Regions from separate parts of the Sus scrofa genome. Here region 2 is linked to region 1. Evidence: chromatin contacts called from public HiChIP or PLAC-seq data. All regions are on one chromosome and are shown on one strand. The core of a region is the stretch at or near the end of the contact, and the rest is flanking DNA. Distances in the headings are between cores, read along the strand shown.

Region 1 (6,620 bases), core at 2,802-5,301:
TGCACCTTTTCCAGTTGGATTTATTTATTTATTTTCGTCTTTTTGTAGGGCCCTACTCGCAACATATGGAAGTTCCCAGGCTAGGGGTCTAATCAGAGCTGTAGCTGCCGGCCTACACCACAGCCATAGCAACGCCAGAACCGAGCCAAGTCTGCAACCTGCACTACAGCTCATGGCAAGGCTGGATCCTTAACCCTATGAGTGAGGCCAGGTATCAAACTTGAAACCTCATGGTTCCTAGTTGGATTTGTTTCCACTGTGCCACAACAGGAACTCCTCCAGTTGGATTTTTGTTCTTATAGATTTCAGCTCTGTATGTAAATATGAAAATTACCCATGTTTCTATGATATGAAGTGTAAACATATATAAACATACAGTCATTTTCTTTTCTTTTTGGCCACGCCTGTGGCAAAGTTCCCAGGCCGGGGATTGAACCCAAGCCACAACAATGATCTGAGCCACTGCAGTGATGACCCTGGATCCTTAACCCACTGTGCCACAAGGGAACTCCTATATAGCAATTTTCATCTGACTCTTATGATAGCTTTTGCCTTACAGATATTTTTTATGTTCACATAGTTGAATTTATTAATCTTTCTTTTGTCTTTTTACTTTTTTTTTTTTTGTCTTTTTAGGGCTGCACCCGTGGCATATGGAGGTTCCCAGGTTAGGGGTCGAATTGGAGCTATGGCTGCCGGCCTACGCAAGAGCCACTGCAGTGCCAGATCCAAGCCACGTCTTCGACCTACACCACAGCTCACAGCAACGCTGGATCCTTAACCCACTGAGCGAGGCCAAGGATCGAACCTAAAACCTCATGGTTCCTAGTTGGATTCATTTCCGCTGTGCCACGATGGGAACTCCTCCTATCGATCTTTTCTTTTATGGCATTTAAGTTTTGTTCTGAACTTTATTTTATTATTTTATTTTTGGCCAAGCCCATGGCATGTGGAAGTTCCCAGGCCAGGGACTGAACCTGCACCATAGCAGTGATGATGTTGGATCCTTAACCCTTTAGGCTACTAGAGAACTCCTTTTTAGATGTATTTTTGGAATTTCTATTCTGTTTCATTGATTGCAGGTCAACTGTGGCCCCATTCTTTCTTGATGGCAGAGTCCTGATTTTTTTATGGTGATTTTCCGATACTACCACCAGGTCCTCAGGGAAGGTGATTCCCAGATCAGATATAGAATGTAAATCATGATTGGTCTAAGCAATATTAGTGTCTAATGCTATTTGTTGGTTTATTCACAGCCAGTAGACTTGAGGGAAAGTCTACTGAATGGCTATTAGGGATAAAAAAAAATCGATTAGACATATAAAAGGGGATGTTTACAATTTGGATATATAAGTCTGAAATACAGAAAAGAGGTCTGGAATAGAGGTTTAATTTGGGAGACTGTCACGCTATAGACCATATTTAAAGCAATATGATAGGATATGAGCTCATCAAGGAGTGAGTATAAATGGAAAAGGTAAGAGGTCAAAGTATTGGGCCCTGGGGCACTGCAGTATTTTGAGGTCGGAGAAATGTGGAGAAAACAAGAGCAGCCAGTGAGAAGAAGAATCAGGGGAGGGCAGTGTCATGCTGGGCAAGGAAGAGGCATTGATCAGCTGTGTCTAGTGCTCTTGGTAGGTCAAGTAACACTGAGAATTGATCATAGTTAGTAAATAGACGTCACTGGTGACCTTGACAAGAACATTTCAGTGGAGTGGTGGAGGTGAAAGCTCACCTGGACAGGGTCCCACAGAAAATGGGAAAAAGGAAGTAAAAATATCAAGCACAGTACAGGCCACTTTTTGAGACATTTTGCTGTAGAAAAAAAAAAAGGAGCAGAGAAATGAGGTAGTAGGTGGATAGTCAAGCTCAGTCAAGAGAGGTTTTGTTAGGATGGAAGAAATAAATTCATGCTGGTAAGCTGTTGGGAAAGAAAAAAATCGTGATGTACAAGAGTGGGAGAATCGCTGGAGAGACGTCTTTGAGAAAGTGAAACAGTACAGGATCTTGCACTGTGTTACTCAAAATGTGATCTGTATACTAGTGATGGTCCACAAATCTGGCCACCAGTTTGTAACAGAAATTGAGAGTAAATATTTAGAAACACTTATAGCAATTTGGCGGAAAAATTTTATGTCTATCGGATCTAACAATAAAAGATCTGGGAGTTTTTTGGTGGCTCAGCAAGTCAAGGATCCAGTGTTGTCACAGTGGTGGCTCAGATTTGATCTCTAGCCCACGGAACTTCCACTTGCTGTGGGGGTGGCAAAAACAAAACAAAAGAAAACAAACAAACTAACTAACCCAGAATAGTCAAATTCATAAAGACAAAAAGTAAAATGGCGGTTGTCAGGGGCTGGGGGGCAGGAAATGAGGAGTTATTGTTTAGTGGGTACAGAGTTTTGGTTTTGCAGGATGAAAAGAGCTCTGGGGGAGTTCCCGTCGTGGCTCAGTGGTTAACGAATCTGGGAACCATGAGGTTGCAGGTTCAATCCCTGGCCTCGCTCAGTGGGTTGAGGATCTGGAGTTGCCGTGAGCTGTGGTGTAGGTCAAAGACGCAGCTGGGACCCCGAGTTGCTGTGGCTTTGGCGTGGGCCAGTGGCTATAGCTCCAATTGGACCCCTAGCCTGGGACCCTCTGTGTGCCACAGGTGTGGCCCTAGAAAAGGCAAAAAAAAAAAAAAAAAAAAAAAGAGAGAGCTCTGGAACTGGATGGTGGTGACGAGAGCACAACAAAGTACTTAATGTCACTGACCTGTACACTGAAGAATGATTAGGATGATTAAAAAAAAAAGCATCAATATCCGTCTATATGGACTTGCATTTCGTATGTCTGTTTTTAAATTTAATGTTTCTAGTAATTACTTTTTATTGCACTTTACAAAAACAGTTTTGTGGCTGATTGGGGGCGGAAACCAAGCCTTTTTGCAGTTTGAGAATTGCGGAAGGTATGACCTTAGCTAAAAGGCAAATAGCTCATTTGTAGTAAGGAGAGGAAGGCAGCGTAGAGCAGCAGAGTTAGAAGCAGAGCAGAGTCATAGGTGGGTTGGAAGTAATGGTGACTGGTGGGACCTTATATTCTCCTGTTTGCTTCATTTTCACCATGAATTGGAAGCGAAATCATCAGTGAGCAGGGAAGAAGTGTTGGAGGTTTAAAGGGAGAGATACAAAACAGTTATGTAGTGAGGTGAGAGAGCGTATGGAACTGGAGAAATGCAGTAGGATCGCCAAGCGTTAAGGGCTTTTTTGACGAAAATGATAACAAGCTAGGTGGAGGCCAGTCAGTATGATTTTGGATTTTTCTCCCTTCTACCCCGTTTGGCTGCAGGTGTAGGATTAGAGTTTCCTCAGGTGAGTACAAGGAAAGGAAAGAAGGACTGGAGAAGTGAAAGTGAACACCGAGGGATGATGGACAGTAGAATCTAAGCTGTTCATGAAAGGAAATCGGATACCGTGAAGAATAGTGGAAAGGTAGTAGGAGCACTGGATGTTGAGTTTTGGTAAAGTTGAATTTTTGGAGTCGGGTATTTGAGGAAGTGAGCCTGAGAGGAAGGAGGCTGAGGTGGGAGAGTTGAATGATTGAAATTGAGATTATAGAGGGGTTATCTGAAATTCAGATTTAAAGTATAAGCACGGAAATGAGAGGCTGAGGCAAGGGCGATCCCTAGAGGCGAGGAACCCGAGAAGTTAGGTCTCTAGAGGAATCATCTAAAAGAATTGAAATCACTAAGAGAATATATGAATATTCTATATGAATATATAGAATACATGACAATAGAAATGAACGACAATGAACAGAAGCACAGGGGTCTGTATGCAACCCAAACGAATGGCAGCTCTAGTCTTCTGTAGGACGTATATTTAAATCTCTAGTTTTTAAAGCACTGGTTATTTGAAGACGTGTGGCTCTTTTAAGGGTCTGAGAAGGGGAGAAGCCAGGGGTCGGGCGCGCGGGCGGGGGTGGGGAGGTTGGGGAGCGGTGGGGGGGCCGTGGCCAGGGCTCCTGGGCCGAGTCTGCGCAGTGAGGGAGGAGGCGGGGCCGAGCTTGTGTTTGCGGGCGAGGGCGGAGCCTCGGGGGCGGAGTCTGCGCTCGGGATCGGGCTGCGGCTGCGGCTGCTGCACTTTCAGCTTCCGAGGCGAGGAGGCCGAGGCCTGGGCCGAGCCCGGAGCCGCCGCTCGTCGGAGCCTCCTGGAGCCCCCGCGCCGGCTCAGCCTGGGGGCGGGCTCAGGCCCGGCCCGCCGCCGAACCCAGGACAGAGGCTGCATGCCAGAGGACCAGGCCGGCGCAGCCATGGTGAGAGAGCGAGGCCTGCCTGAGCCGCAGCCTCCCGCCACCCTGGCCCCCGCGGGCCTGCCCCTCCCCAGCTTTGACGCCCCTTCTGCTCCTGCCTTTACCTCCCCTCCTTGTTACCTCCCCTTTGGTGACCCACTCCTCCTTCCCCTTGGTCTCCGGCCACCTGCCGTGGTGACAACCCCCCCCCCCTTAATCTCTCTCCATCCCGGTGACACCCTTTTTAAAAATCACCCCCAGTGACAGCCTCTTTCGCGGTCCCCTTTGCCGCCCCCTCCTTGTCCTTTAACCCGACCTTCTTTTTCTTCTGTACCATTTTGCCTTGTTCTCTCTTTTGGGATCTCTACGCCTTCCCTTCTTTTCCTCCCTCTTTTTCGCTCCTGCTCCTTGCTCTCGCTTCTTACCCCCTTTCACCATTTTATCTCCACTGCCCTCTCCTTTCTCCCCTTCGTCCTCCACCATCCACATTTCCTCTCCCCCTTATCGGATGTCCTCGCTTCCCCGCTCTCACAGCTGTCCCCATTTCCTTCTACGGGATTCAAGGGTCTCAACAGGAACAATTTGAGGGCGATTGCTTCCCAAGAGCTGTAGGGCGGGCAGATAGAGATTCTTAGGCTTTTTTCTTCCTTTTCTTTTTTTTTTTGCAGAGGGAAGGGGGAGTTTGGCGGTGCTTCGAGAGAGCCTGCAAGCCTTATTTCCTAATGTCATTGCAAAACCTGAGTGATAGTGTGTTTTGGAGCGATCGAGTGAGGCATGGGGTGAGGGCCACCCTGCATACTATGGTCTTATGAGATATCTCGCCTTTGGGCAGAAATAACTTAAAGTGTTTTCGAATGTATTTTTATTTTGAGCATCTTTTAATGTGAAGGTACCGTTTGAGAAATTTGAAAGCATTTATGTACAGTCTTTCCTGTTACTCATAACAAATGGTTTGTTTTTGTTTGGAGGCAGAGACCAGGGCATCTGAATAACCCAGATCAGTTTGGCAGTCAGATATGACAGTCTCTTTAATACCTTCTATTATCTTCTTTTGTTTTGCCCTTTCTGCTTTTAGCTGGGAAACCCTTACATTTGCAAATTTCCTCTCTCCTTCCTGTTTCAAAATAGGTTGAGGCTTCAGTGCGATTTTCATTGAGTTGGGTTACACATGGTTTGCAGTTCCTTTAATGAACTCATTGCTCCATCATATACAGCAATCTAGATTTTGGTCTCTGGGAGGAATAAGACATTCTAGTTCCAACTAAGTCCTGGTAATCATATTCTTCTAGGAGGCTGGTCAATTTCTGTTTTTTTCCCCTGTTTTTTCGGAAAGTGGTTTATTATAAAGTTATTTAATCTGCGAACTTTCCCTAACTCACTGACTCTGCATTTTTAGGTGGTCATTCTCCAGCGTCTACCTCTACAACAACCCTTCACATTCACAACCCATCACACTGTCATTGTCTGTTAACCTGTTTCTTCTCCTGAAATGTGAGTTCATCTAGGCAGCAGCTGTGCCTTATTTAATTCTCTTATTCCCAGGGCCCAGGCCAAGTAGGTACTTGAATGATTTCACCTTATGGTCTCATTTTCCTATCTGACAAATAAGATCTTAAACTGAATTTTGAGTCCACTGGTGGACTTACACAGAAAGAGTGAATTTGAGAATCTTATTTTTGGTGAGAAAAGGAAACTTAGTAAGATGCGATGATCTCCTCTTCAGAATAAAGAGCTGCCTCACCAAAGACACTAAGTGGCTAGCTTTTTGGAAGTGTTAGCCTTCCCAGTGGGAATGAATGTGTGAGTACAGAGGGAGAAGTTATGAACTCCTTTCTGGGTATTTAGGATGCAAAAGCGTCGTTTGAGCTGGGCCTGAAAGATGAATAGGATGTATATAGATCATTTGGGGAAGGAGAAGAATGCTTTGTTGGGAATGTGAGTAGAAAATAATTAGGGTGTATTATAGGTGACAGGATTAACTTTCTGTGACAGGAAGGTCACAGGAATGAGGATGTATAGTAGGAAAGGAGACTGGATACATTAGACATGATTATGATTTAGACTTGGCCTCCAACTAACTGGAGTTTACCTTACTTGTTAAAATGCATGCACACAGTGTGAATGTATATGCATGGGAGAGGTGACGAGAAGGCAAAATATTAGCTTATTATGAGTTGAGGATTATTATATTTATTATTAATTTAAGTAATTTTAAATTACTTTAAAATTTTTCCTTATGTAATAGATGTAAATAGGCATTCAAGAAATAGATCAGAACATTATTATAAAGCTTTGTATTTTATATTTTTCAGAATTTTCATTGTTGTGTTTTGAATAGTTGAAATGTCTAA
Region 2 (6,614 bases), core at 1,112-3,611, 660 kb before region 1:
TAATGAGCTGAACCACCAGGGAACTCCATAAAATGATTTCTCTACACCACTAAATTTGGGGGTGTTTTATCATGCAGCAGTGGTAAATGGAACATAGCTTACAGTCTAACAAGGAATAAAAATACTGAATATGCAACTCCAAGATATTGCCTACACCTAACACAGTTAACTGGAATAGGGTAAATTATTTGTAGAGCGTCTGATGTAGTTGTTATGCTCCTTTTGCAGATAAGGGAATTGAGCTTTGAGAAATTTAGCAACTTGCCCTAGGTCTCTCAGCTGGTTAGCGTCAGAATAAATTAAAACTCAAATCTAAACCTACATTCCTAGCACTATACACTTCTGTCTCCTTCAGTATTTATAATTTTACATTACATATTCAGTACTCTGTCTTAAAATGGGATTTTCAGTACTTAAAACATTCTGGCCCAATCGAATTCACTTTGCAGTTTCACCACTGAGATGGAAACCCATATATCTCAGAGAAGCTTCCCCCGATCTTCCTAGCTCAAGGAATGCCAGCTCCTTCATCCTTCCCCAGTCTTTCCACTCCATCGGTTTCATTTTCTTCCCAGCATTCATTCCTAGCTGAAATTATCTTGCCTATTAATTTGTTCATGTGTCTGCTCCCTGTCTCTCTGAACTGAATATAAGCTTCATGAGAGCAGGAACCTTATCTGTCCCGTCCATTGCCATATCCCTAGTGCCTAGGACAGTACCTGGATTATGGGAGGTGATCAAAAATTACTTACTGAGTGAAGGAATGACTGCATTCAGGCACACTGAATGTCCACTCAATCTCATCACCCACCAATAAAGGTGCAAATAGGGAGGATAAAACAAAATTAAAAACAGCGAGATTGCAGCAGAGATATTCCACATGGTAAGGTCAGGTCAAAAAAAAAAAGTAAGAAGAGGGAAATACATACTATCACACCCACTTAGAAAAAGCATAAACCCTGATCTCCAATAAAGATGTAGGTAGTGGGATAAATGCAGTAGGGAACACCTCTTATTCTCCATTGGTAACCACTGTCCCTCATTCTTCCAAAAAAACCATTTTCTTCAATTACACTGAACCACACCGAGGACAACTGTTGGTGACCCTCTAACATCAGACCTTCGACCCTTTATATGGCCCTTCCTTATGCACCCAGTCACCCTCCCTGGGTGCAGGTTCTGTTCCCTCCAGGTCTGGAGGCAGTAATCTAGCTCTTCAGGTAAGAGGTGAGGAGCGGAATCTTCAGACCCACGAAAAGAATCCAAATATGAAAGTCCACCCTGAGGAACGGTGACGGATGTCTGAGGACCCACCAAGTGCTAGACACTAAGCTGGTTTCTTAAACATGCTTTTCCTAATATACGGGTCATTCCTTACCCCAACCCAAGCATTTAGGGAGGCCTCAAGTACAACTTCCCCAACTCAATATTCCCCAGAACCGCTACTCCCTACCCCAAGAGATCTTCCTCAAACTCCAGGAGCAGTTGGAGAGGATAAAAAGAAATCTAGGGTGGCCAGAGACAGAATGGGAAGGGGATCGTGTTAGGACAAGGAGAGGGTTGTACTGGGCTGGGGCCCAGAATGAGTAAAGATTAAGATAAGAACGCGGTCTGACCCTTTCCAAGCCCAACATGTCCATCAGAAGAGACGAGGAGCAGGAAACTGAAGCCCAGCAAACAGGTGGCCCCGAGACGAGGCCGCGGTTCCATGGTGGTAAGTCCGCGGGGCCCCTGGGCTGAGCAGACGCCGGGCCCGAGTCCTAGCAGATGGTCCGCGCGGTATCCCAAGTGCGGCTCAGCCCAACCCCTCGCTTTCCCAGATTTTTTTTTTTTTTTTTTCCCCTAACCCTGAAGGAAGTGATGTTAGACGGATGTGGGTGGTGCCTCCGGGGTCCGGTCTGGGACTGAGTTTAAAGGTGCAGATCACGTAGAAGGTTGCAGGCGTTGCTTTCGAGCGGTAGTTGCTTCCCCACGGTTCTGGACATTCCGTCCGAGGACCTAGAGAGAAAAGATGGGCCGAGATAGTGGGCGGGTGGGGAGGAGACTCGGGAGAACCGTTGCTGGTGGCGTCCGCCTTCAGGCTAGCCCCTCCCCCCACCAAGAACCGCTGCACTTAATACTCACTACGCAAATTATTGATCGGTGAAGTCAGCCTCTCCCAACTGTTGGGCTGGTTGCCCATTGGTTTCAGGTACCCCATCCCCCTCCGCAAATAAAAAAGACAGATAACCGGATTTCATTCTTAAGTTCCTGCTCGGGTCTCGAGAAGACCTGGCAAACCTGTTCTGCGGTGCAGTCTTGTGCCTGCAAGAATGTCCCTTACGGTTGGAGAAGAAACACTGGACCTTATTTTTTATTCCTTGTAAGCTAAATTCTTCCATTCAGGGATGATGCAACCAACTGATGCAAGCTCCGAGAAAACCAAACTTGTGATTTCTTACTGCAAATCTGACCTAGCTCTGCGGGGCACTGGGGCATAAGTCACTGCAGGCACTTAAAGTGTGAAGCTTCTTCTGATTAAATGTATTTGTTTTTGTTGTTTTTAAACTTTGTGGGTTATTTCTCGATTTTCCTCTCTTGAGGCATAAAAAACGGCTCAAAATTTCCCGTCTCTCCGAGTCTCCACTCTAGTTGAGTCCGACAGTGCGTACTTAATACCTAGCGAAGCATTCGACAAAAGTATACACCCAAACAAAAATACCCATTGCCTTTTTATTAGGCTTCCTATAAACTGCAGGCACGGACACAATGGGACGCCCAGGAGACTGCAAGCTCCAGAAAGCAGCGCGGCGGTCTGCACCTGCCGCGTTTCTGTTGGGAAGCGCAGAGCAGCCTGGGCTTTGTAGTTTGTATATGAGCTTCCAGGATAGGCTGCTCCGGCGAGAGAGAGGCGGGGCCGGGTGTGTCACGTGGGCTCCACTCCCGCCGCCGCGGCTGCCTTCGTCTTTCTCTGTCTCGACTGAGGCAGCCATCTTGCTCTTGCCGCGTGCTGGTGTTGGAGGACCCTCCCTGCTTCAGGTGAGACCCCCGGCGGTCCCGCCACTCCACGGCCATAGGCCGCCGCGCACGGTCTCCCCCCGCCCTTTTCTACCGACACCCGCCAACCGATCGGGCTGCCACTTCCGCGGTGGCGCGCCGAGTGGGGGCGGAGGCGGCTGTCTTGGCCTGTCGGTTAGCGGCGGCGCAGCTGGGGGTCGGCACCTGAGGGAAGGTCCCCAGCACCACCGCTTTCTGTCGGGGCTCGCGGGCCCGCGTTGTTGCAGCCCAGGTCCAGGCCCAGGTGGCAGGTGGTCCCCCGCCTCTGCCCTGTTACTCTTCATTATTCACAGCAATAAGGCTTGAGCTTTGAGCTTTGTACAGCCTATCTGCTGTCATCTCATTTGATCCTCCCACTCGACAGATAGGGAAACCGAGGTTAGCAGCCCCCGCCCCCAACCAAATTCCATTGCTGCGCTCTTCACCTCGTAATGGCAGTATTTGTTTACAAGTGTGCCACCCTCTCCGAGACATTGCCTTGCCCATCCTTGTAGCCCCATCCCACTGCGTGATGCATAGTAGGCTGTCAGGAAGTTGATGATTGACCGACAGGCAGTGTTACAAAGCTAGTGAATTGCGGTTTCAATTTCTGTTCCCACGTTCTTTCACTATACTATGTCTGTACCTTGGGCAATGGTAACAATAGTTACCAGTTTTTGAGTATCTGCTTGAGCCATACCCGGTACTTGATTACTTAATGTTTAACCCGTAAAACAGCTGTGAAGTATGTGTTGTTACACTTTTTCTAATAGGAAGGAATACAAGTTCAGAGAAGTAAAAGAACTTTCTGAAGCCCTAAGTGGAAAAACCTTGATCCTTCGGATTCCAAAGCCTGTGCCTCTCTTATAGAGTAACCCTTCATAATAAAAAGTCAGGATTAAAGATTGAAATTGTTTTATCTCTGTAAATATGATGTCATTGAAAGTGCCTACCATAATGCTTGGAATTTAGGCACTCAGTAAATATTAATTATAACTTAATTATTTACACCCTTTCTTGAATCCTTGAGGAAAGGGCGAAAAGATGCTAGGATCCCCAAGGAAGAATTCACTAATTATATGGCCTTAGGAAGTGACTTCTCCGTTCTGGGCCCTCATTTTCCAAATTATTAAATTGGGAAAGAGGTGAGCTGTTTTATTTTTTTCTAATTTATACCCTGCTGCTGCTTGCAAGTATTTGCCACACGTTCAAGACGGGAATAATGGGTACAAGAAAGTAAAGATTGCTTGAGGAATGGGGAGTTAAAGCAGGTGATCTCTGAGGTCTAGTCCAGATTCTGAGCTTGACATTTCTTCTTTCATAGACTGAGTCCAATCCACTTTCCTACTTGAACTCTACACACCTCAACCTGCTGTGGACAGGAGGGCCACCCTTCTCCCCCACCCCCCCACCAACCTTGTGTTTGCAACCTCCCTAAAATGCTTTTCTCTGATATTCCTTGGGAACAAGTTTTCTGTTGTCCTGATTATCTGGAATGGAATCTGTTCTTTCTTGTCTACACATTGATATAGAGTTAATTTTGTTCTTGCTTTGTTTCAAACAAGTCAGGACTCTATTTTGACTTCCATCACTTTTCTTCCATCTCTTCTCTTGGGGATTACCTCAAAATGCAGAAGAGTCCCAAAAGGTTTACCTGCTTTTTGGCTCTAATATTTTCACTTATCCCCTTTTTTTGTAAAAAAATTCTTTAGGCTCTTTGTTAGTTCACTACACCTTCCTGGCCACATTCCTTTGAAAATTGTGAATATTAGTCCTTTTCGGCAGGTATTGAGAATAGAGATTGGGATTTACATCAGCAGATTTAAGTATGACAGAGTTCAGATTGGTACACACCTAAAGCCTGCTTTGTACTGTAATCACATTTCATCCTATAAAAGTGTTTTAGCTGCTTGAACATTGTGATACAGTATGAATAAAGACTGAGGAAGTATACATTCTAAATATTATTTAGGAGCTATATTTTGGCCTTAAGTGGAGAGATAAGGGTTAGTGCCTTTGTATTCTGATACAGTGTCAGACTGTAGAATGATCAGTACTTACATGATCTTTGATTCTCTTTCATCTCTGAAGTGAAGAATGATCATTATAAAGAGTCGAGAGAATTGGCCAAAAAGTGTTGATAACAGTCTTATCCTTTTATTTCCTTTTTCATATCTCAGAAATGATCTTTTGATCTACAGAACAAGTAAAACAAGACTTTTAACATTGGCTTTTATTTGCTTATATAGTGTGAAATGTTATGACCCATTATGAACTTAAAAACTTTTTGTCTTAGTAGGAAAGGACTGGCCAGATGGATCCATGACTTTGTTATGGTCTTAGAGTTTTCAGAATCAAGATAACCTTTAAAGGTTTATTTTTAAGAGTCTCCTCTCCCCTTCCTGCCACCCATATTTGTTATTAGTATAGCAGAGATAGGTTTTTGTTAAATTGTGCAGGGAGGCATTTTACCTTGTATGTGAGAATATCTTGACAAGTATGACATAACTCTTATCAGTACAAGGTATTGAATGAACTCAGGGAAGTGATACAGAAGCACTGAATGTCTGAAAATCTGGTTCTCTTTTCGTATTATTAACATACCACCTGACCTTGCATAGAGGACATTACTACCTCACGTATTGACAGCTAGACAGCCTATTGTTGCATTTTTTTTTCTTTCTTTGTCCAGCTTCTCTCTTTCTACCTTTTTTTTTTTTTTAATCTTCTATTTATGGTTTAAAGAAATACAGAATGTGATTTGGGAAAAAAGTTTACTTAAATGTTATGCTAATTTGGTAACAGCTCTCTGCTGTAAAAATCTTTGGGGGAAAAACTGGCTTGTGTACAGATTTTATAATTGGTTAGGTTTTATTGTCTGCCAGAGTACTGAATCTTGTTTTTAAGGAGGGATCTTCAAGTAGAAAACTTTGAATCCCATTCTGTTTTCTGTTTATGTATTCAGCTCCCTCTTGGTATTATTGATTTCGATTTTTTTACTATCTGGTTTATGAAGCTAGAATAAGTTATTAATATTTTTTAAAAATATAGACCATATTAATATCATGGTGGTGATGCATATTACAAGTTCAGTGAACCAGAAGGTACTGTTGTATAAACAGTTATTTTGTTTTGGTAAATAAAACAGTGACTTTAACAAATTTATTTTTCCCCCCCTAGATTTACCAACAGCATGAATCAAGAAAAGTTAGCCAAACTTCAGGCTCAGGTCCGGATAGGGGGCAAGGTGAGTGTGGCATAAGAAAAACTGATAGGAGAATGTTTTATTACCAGATAGTATTACTATTTTTGGATTTGTGGTCATTGAAAATCTAAAATCTTCTAAGTAATCAAGATTAAACCACATTCCAATTTGAAAATAACTCATCTAGATTAAAATAGGTAACTAGAAGACCTCTCTCTGTTGGTACAGTTGAGATAGCAACCTTTGATTCCTCTTAACATCAGGTAGTTATATAAACAAGTCAACCAGTACTGTTAAGCTTCCTTTTTTACATCTGCGAAATAAAATCATCCTATATAAGATGCTTCTAAAGATTAGAATAATACTTATAAAACACCTAACACGGTGTCTTAGT

The links. HiChIP or PLAC-seq counts read pairs in DNA pulled down with a chosen protein or histone mark.
Region 2: a contact with region 1 is called in an H3K27ac HiChIP or PLAC-seq map of alveolar macrophages. The contact joins the promoter of TXNDC12 here to the promoter of ZYG11B in region 1. A contact is called at or near these places in 1 of 47 Hi-C or Micro-C datasets (skeletal muscle) and 1 of 2 datasets of contacts at active chromatin or transcription factors (alveolar macrophages).

Annotation. Positions count from the first base shown.
Region 1 is chr6:159,478,048-159,484,667 of Sscrofa11.1, reverse strand. It overlaps ZYG11B (protein zyg-11 homolog B), which reads left to right and starts at 4,051. Exons shown (of 14, transcript XM_021096631.1): 1 at 4,051-4,293. The coding sequence starts at 4,264.
Region 2 is chr6:160,132,491-160,139,104 of Sscrofa11.1, reverse strand. TXNDC12 (thioredoxin domain-containing protein 12) reads right to left here and starts at 2,361. Exons shown (of 8, transcript XM_021096661.1): 1 at 2,125-2,361; 2 at 1,617-1,998. The coding sequence starts at 1,710. It overlaps BTF3L4 (transcription factor BTF3 homolog 4), which reads left to right and starts at 2,898. Exons shown (of 6, transcript XM_021096654.1): 1 at 2,898-3,018; 2 at 6,196-6,262. The coding sequence starts at 6,209.